Regions from separate parts of the Gossypium hirsutum genome. Here region 1 is linked to region 2. A link is a contact called in public Hi-C data. All regions are on one chromosome and are shown on one strand. The core of a region is the stretch at or near the end of the contact, and the rest is flanking DNA. Distances in the headings are between cores, read along the strand shown. Region 1 holds the start of LOC107951382 (probable F-box protein At2g36090). Region 2 holds the start of LOC107944720 (60S ribosomal protein L9).

Region 1 (3,646 bases), core at 189-2,688, 520 kb after region 2:
GGTTACTATTAGTATAGTATAGATGTATAAATATAATATAGATATATTCTTAAATTTATCAGCCCATTACGAAGAATGAGCCTCTCATTAAACCCTACTTAAAATGGATACCCTCTTCTCCAATAAGTATGCCGTACCCAATTCAATCCTATATATGTGCCCAAATCCATAGGCTGGACCAAACCCATCAACATCATTTAACTTGGGAAACTCTCAAATTTTCATTTTGATTTGTCAAAGGTTGTGGATTGCAACATCGTAACAGTCTGTAATTGATGAAACAAGTTAAAACACAGTTTAACATGAATAATTATTTGTCCTAGAAACAGTGTGCTTTGCAATGGTTACTTAAGTTGTCATTGGACCATATAATAAATGGGTAAAATTCGGTACCCTAAAATTAAGAGGATTACTACTTCAAAAGATATACAAAGCCAATCAGCCATGGTTTCTTCGAGCTTCTTTTTCCTTATAATCTCTTGCTTTCGTCCCTCAAATTGTATGTAACCCTTTTTAACAGCATGACGATTATTACTTCGCGAGCAATATAGAGCTTGGTTTAAGATGATTAAACTCTTGCCACCATTTACATATGCTCCACTAGTGTCCTCAATGTGCATACTAACCTCTTTCGATCTCAAATACCCATGTTTTTCCTCTATGTTGCATCTTGCCACTATAAGACACTTGGCCAAGTTGTGAGGCAGTTGTAGTCTCTCTTGGACTGGGATAATGCACCCAAAATGTAGAATATAGTCACCATTGGAAGCCCATATTTTCTTCACCGACAATGGCTTCCAGCTTGATAGATTTCCAGCTTTTCCTCTCTTCTTGTCTAATAACACCCAACTTAATCGAATCCCTTCTTTTAGTTCATTGCAACGATCATCTGCTTTTCCCACAAGTGATATGAAGTCATGTCCATCGTCACCGTCTTCGATATCTTCATCATTAATATCTGAGGGTACCACTTTGAATGGACAGTTCAATACCCAACTCATAAGACCAGTTGTTGTGTCATCATCTTGGCCGAAATCGGTTTCCATTGGTATGCCGTCTAAGACACTGGAAGTAGTACATTTTTCTCTATAATAAACATCTATAAACAAAGCAAAATTAGACGGGGAAATAAGGGTTGGTTGTATAGGAAAGTAATTGTTGGCATCTTTGTGATCATTCGAAATAAGAGGATAAGAATCAGCATAGAATCTGCGAAAACCATCCGTTGATGATGAAATAAGGTGTTGGGCTTCGTCGAGTGCAGTGGAAGGCCATGTGGAATTACACAATTGCTTCCATAACCTTTGGTTTCGAGCTATGCCTCGAAGGTCAGAACATGTGCAGGCAGCTGAGGCCAGGGTTGAACCATCTAGTCGAGCCATGATATCAGCTAGGATATCCCTGCTTAAGCACTTCAAATCACATTTCAAATGCTCCATCATTTTTTTTTTGCCTACTATGGATACGCTCCCACTTGTTTATATAACAGTCATTTGACCCATCTAGCCGTCCATAGAGATGATGTATGACCATGAAACACACCATTGACCAACGTGATACAAGTCAGTAGCCGCGTTTTACAGGGTTTAAATTTCTTCCATAAATCCGTGGGACAATCCACAATTAGGCCAAAGATAGTGAACCGCCAACTGCAGGGTTGGCTTGCCAACTTTGAAACTTTGCCAAGTTCAAACAGCCAAATTCTTTAAATGGAAAACACCATTAGGTTCGTCCAAGCTATTAAGTTGTAACCTCTATACTAGACTGCCTAAGCCCGTAATTAAGTGATGGCTTTGTGAAGTTGAAAAGTCATTTATCATATTAAATGAAAGATAAGTGAGAGGTTCATCTGTGCTATTATTCATATTATTCCCTAATCACCCATCAATCAATTCAGCTCAAAAAAAAAATCCATCTTAAATTTTTATTAGTGTTGGATGCTTTAGTATATAAATTTATAATTAATACTTTTTTTTAACAGGTAATCAAATTTGTTAACAAGTGTCATAACGTTCACTAAGTATATAAAAATTTATATGCTAGTTAACAAAAACAAATCAACTTTTAACTTAATTTGATTGATTCATTCTTAAGACATCATCAAATAATTAAATAGTCTTAATAATTTATATTATTAGGGTTGAGAGAATGGGATCAAAATGTTGGTTGCATAGAACTTCATGTAATTCGTGGGGAATGGTTGTTACGGACGAAAAAGGAAAGCTGCCCAACATTTTGGCACTATTGTGAAAGAAATGGAAGCTCTTTATTGTGGACGAATTTCATTAACTAGAAGCAAAACTGCAATTAACCAGTTTAATTGATTCAAAGCTAAAGGCTTCTATATATTTAGGTACAATAGTTGCCCATAAACATTAAGGAAACCAAAATACGTGAAATTCAAGGCAAAAGCTCTTTGAATTTGCCAAGTGGCAATGCATTAGTTTCAAGTAGGTTGGACATGGACCCTAATCTTCTGTTAGACACAGTTCTCCTCCTTTATTAAAAATGGTGAAGAATTTGAAGGAATTCCCTACTATAATATGTTGGTGCAAAATTGTTTGTCGGTAATCTTGATTTGTTTATACTAAGATTGATTTTTATTCTAAGTTCAAGATTTATGAACTTTTTACTATCCTTTATTAAGAGGATATTAATGGACAAGATTGACAAATTGATATCAAGCAATATGATATAATTTTAAAGCTATCTTATTCTCATTTCAAGGATATTTTATCACTACGATAGCGCTTGAAGTATTTTAATGGAAGCTTCATCCTCCATTGTGGAGGAAATAATAAAACACTACATAGTTCATCTTGGGAACCCATTTCACTGGTGTAAATAGAAAGAAAACTGTCCATCGATTGAGAGTGATTTTACCAACTTCAATACGAGAGGTCGAGTGTTGAGAGAACTTACATGAAGTGTAGGAGACAAGGTTGCAATAATCCATGGATTGATTAATCTTAAATTAGCACTTGTATTCAGCTTTTTTAGTGGATTCAACTTTGAGTGAAGCCTAACATAGGTGGTTCACGAATTGCATAAACATATTTGGTGTTCTTTAGTTTTTGTTTGTTGTTCATTGTTCTATTGCTAGTCACAAAAATCGATACAACAATTTATGTAATAATTCTTTAGATTTTTTTATAATTTTTTGAGATGTAATTTTAATAATTATTTAATTTAATATTTACAAAAAAAATCATATTTACACCAATCATATATTCGAATTATTCAAATTATAAAATTTAATTCGATTCAAAATCGAAACTCGAACTACTCGATTCGATTAACTTTTAGTTTGTATTTTTTTGATTTTTTTCAAATGCAATTGAATTTTGATCATATTTTTTTACAGGAGGTTGAGGTCGATTAGATTTTTCAGTGCAATTTTTTACGAGGGGTTGAGGTCGATCAGATTTCTTCAGAAAATATTTTCCCGGGAATCCCAGGATATCTGATGGATGAGTGGGATATTGTAGGAGTTGAAAGTGGTAGAAGGAAAACGCCACGTAGGACGCGTTTTCAATGCACTATAGAAAAATGCATTGAAAACGCGTCCTACGTGGGGCATTTTCCCTCTACAAAATTCAACGCATGCAAACTTCCCACTTACCTAGGAAATTTTTCTGAATCAATT
Region 2 (3,291 bases), core at 685-3,184:
ATTTAATACCAACTGTTCCCTCCATGATTAGTTGAGTGATGGCTTTAGAATCAGTAGCCTGTCTCCCCCTCTCCTTGGGCTGCTTTTTTTTTTTTCTTTTGTCATCCTTTTTCAGCCATGGGTTGGTGTGACTGCCGACGCACCGCTTCTCACCTGACCCTCCTCCCACTTTCTACAGGACACCAGTTTCTACTGGTGACAGTGCTACCGACGCTCGATTTCTTCTTGATATGTTTGTTTGCTCTTTTGACCTCTTATTTTATCTTGCATGCGAATGACTTATTTGAAAATATAAGGTTAAAATTGTCAAATTATCATATTTGAACTTTAAATATTACAAGTAAGGCTTCTTAAAAAAATATTTGTTTATGGTAGCATTCTTTTTCAGAATATATCCTAAAATGCTTAAATATATCGTATCTTATCTTATTTTCAATAATTTGGATGATAATCAAGTCTTTAAACCAAAGGCTTTCATGCCTTCTTAAATTGCAGCAAAAGGGTTGCCGAAAAATTGCATTCCAAGTCATTGATGAAAGGAGCTCAATGTCGCAAAACATAAAGATGAAACAAATATAAGATAACATCCTTATAATCTAAAGTCTGAAAACCAAAGCAGAGCATTATAACACTATGAAACAAGAGATACCGTACCAATCATTCTTCTTCAGCGATCCTGCCCTTCTCGCTAACATAGATACCATCAAGGAACTTTCTAATATCCTTGTTCTTCACATGGCATTTCTGTTCCAATCAAAATTCACATTCATCAAGATAAATACCAAATATCAATCATCTCCAGCTTCAATCTCAGTGTTTAAAAGGGATCGACAGAGGGCCTACCTGGTTTATCAAAGCTGCCGAGCGTGACACAAGTTCGATATCGTTACCATCCAACACGATCTCGTCTTTAACCTTCTCTGATCGAACAATGGATACCCCTTCCAACATATCCACCTTTCGCACCTAATGTTCACCGGTGCAAACGTTAACATAATGTCATTGGAATACAAGGAACTTATCAAACTCTTGAACATGTTTCATATTTGGTTACTTGAACCCTAAAACATGAACAATTTGGTTCAAGATGTAAAAACAATGCCTGCCCATTTCTCTACATCAGTCAATGCAACCAGAACTCCAGAAAATATAAGAATTTTAGGTTGTCAAGTCCTAAGGGTGTTGACATTAAACAAACAAAATATATGAATCAACATATGCTCTTAATGTAGCATTTCAACAGCATCGTACGCTTGAATAGGCCAAAAAGAAAATGAAACAAAAAAAGCCCTAATATATGATAAAAACAATAATAAATGCCTTATTCAAACAAAAAAAAACAAATAAAGGGAATTAAATCAACAGTGTCAATGTGATTTCGATTCAATAAGAGATTAAAAGAACGGAGAGAGAGAGAGAGAGAGAGAGAGAGAGAGAGAAGACCTTCTTCTCGCCAAGGAAATTACGGATCTCGATGGACTTGTTGCCGTTAGTGATGGAGGCGTTGATGGGAAAATGAGCATAAACAAACCTCATCTTGTAACGGTAGCCCTTGGTGACGCCGGTGATGAGATTCTCAACGTGGCTGAGAGCAGTACGGATGGCGGCGCTAGTCTTTCTAGAGCCAAACCAAGCCTCGATCCTGAGCTTGCGTTTGCCGCTCTCCTCGTCCTTGATAAGATGAAAATCGAGGTTGAGGTGCTTGAAGTTACGGATGAGCTTACCCCTGGGACCTTCAACCTCGATCATCTTGGCCTTCACCTTAATATCAACCCCATCAGGGATGTCCATTGTCTCTGAAGAAAGAATGGTCTTCATTTTGCTTGCCTTCTGCTTCCTTCCTCGGTGCGGCTTCGATGGAGGGACTAAGTAGAGTGTAAAAACCCTATAACTTAAAGGCTGTAATGTTATATAATTTATTAGTATAAGGATTCAGTTTTGGGCCGGCTTTAGGGTTAAGAGCAGAAAATAGAGGAGAAAAATAGATTGCTGTGAGAGTCCGGCCCAATTAAAAAGCTTATTTTTCGAGATAATAAGCAATAAATTGAATTAATGTAAACTTGTGTATTTATCAAAAGTTAATTAATTCAGTTGCTCTTTTTTTTTAATCAACAAATTGTCTAAACCAAAATTTACTATTCCATTAATCTCAATAACAAGTAATAACTATTTAAGAATTTCTTCAAACACTTGCATATTTGTACTCCTTTTTGTAGTTAGTTGCTTATTTTTTAATTATATGTAATTTATTATTTCATTTTATTAAATTTTTAATTATGAATAATGACCAATCGATTGAATCTTAATTCGATTGTCATGAATATTGTTGTCTATACAAGAGGACATGTGTTCGAGTGTACTAAAACGAATTATTATCTTGTTTATAGATTAGGGAGGAACTATAAGTAATTTTAAGTATTGTGTTAAGTAGATTTGATCAGAACCTATAATGAAATTATTTAAAAATAATAATAATAATTGTGAATAATGACCAAAATGTATAATAATTTAAGTGTGCAAGGGATAATTTGGCCCGTGCAATTCTCATGTAATTAGTAGCCCTAGAGTAGCTAAAGGCTATCTTTTCCAACCTTACCCAATGTGTAGACAGGGGAAGGCGATAGCCCTGCCTCCACCCCAAAAATGGTAAAATTTTCTTATGATGCGTTCAAAATTTTAATAATTAAAAATTAGTATAATAATAAATTTTCTCTTCACTTCCTCTCTCCTAAAAAAATTATGATTTATCTTTGTCCCAAAGTAATTTTCTAGTTTTGCCCTTGGTCTTACCGTTATTCACTTATTCTGAAAAAAAAAACTCATTTTTTCATTTTTTTTTTGTTACCTCTTCTTATTTAAGCATTAGACAACATTTCAAAGCATAAACTTCCTTGTGGATTTCTTTTTGCCTTATAGGTTTCTTTGCGCATCCAACCTAAGATATAATATATGCCTAGCCTCTTTCTAAAGAAAATATTATTTGGCACATGCAAAGAACCTAATAATTATTGAGTGTGTCTTAAAGTACTATTTAAATTTATTGTCATTTGAAGCTGCAGGTGTGCAGTTGTTGTTAAGTTATAATACAATAGATACTTGGATGAAAGTATTCTAATAATCAAATCCAAAAGAAAATAATTTACTTCAAATTTAGGTTTTGAATACTTATAATTATTAACCTAAATTACTAATCTAATTAAATTCATGATTATGAACAGACCGACTTAAAGGAATTTTATTCTAATTACTAAAAAAACAAAGCAAAATTGTTTAAACTACTGAACTAAAACA

The links. A called contact is a pair of places that touch in the nucleus more often than the background predicts.
Region 1: a Hi-C map of leaf shows a contact between it and region 2, with 2.7 times the contacts expected there. The contact joins the promoter of LOC107951382 here to the promoter of LOC107944720 in region 2. A contact is called at or near these places in 5 of 34 Hi-C or Micro-C datasets (callus and leaf).

What each region holds. Positions count from the first base shown.
Region 1 is chrA02:42,431,016-42,434,661 of Gossypium_hirsutum_v2.1, forward strand. It overlaps LOC107951382 (probable F-box protein At2g36090), which reads right to left and starts at 1,439. Exons shown (of 2, transcript XM_041083770.1): 1 at 431-1,439; 2 at 235-266. The coding sequence starts at 1,439. The coding sequence ends at 235.
Region 2 is chrA02:41,910,866-41,914,156 of Gossypium_hirsutum_v2.1, forward strand. It overlaps LOC107944720 (60S ribosomal protein L9), which reads right to left and starts at 1,935. Exons shown (of 3, transcript XM_016878547.2): 1 at 1,444-1,935; 2 at 844-966; 3 at 504-744. The coding sequence starts at 1,818. The coding sequence ends at 658.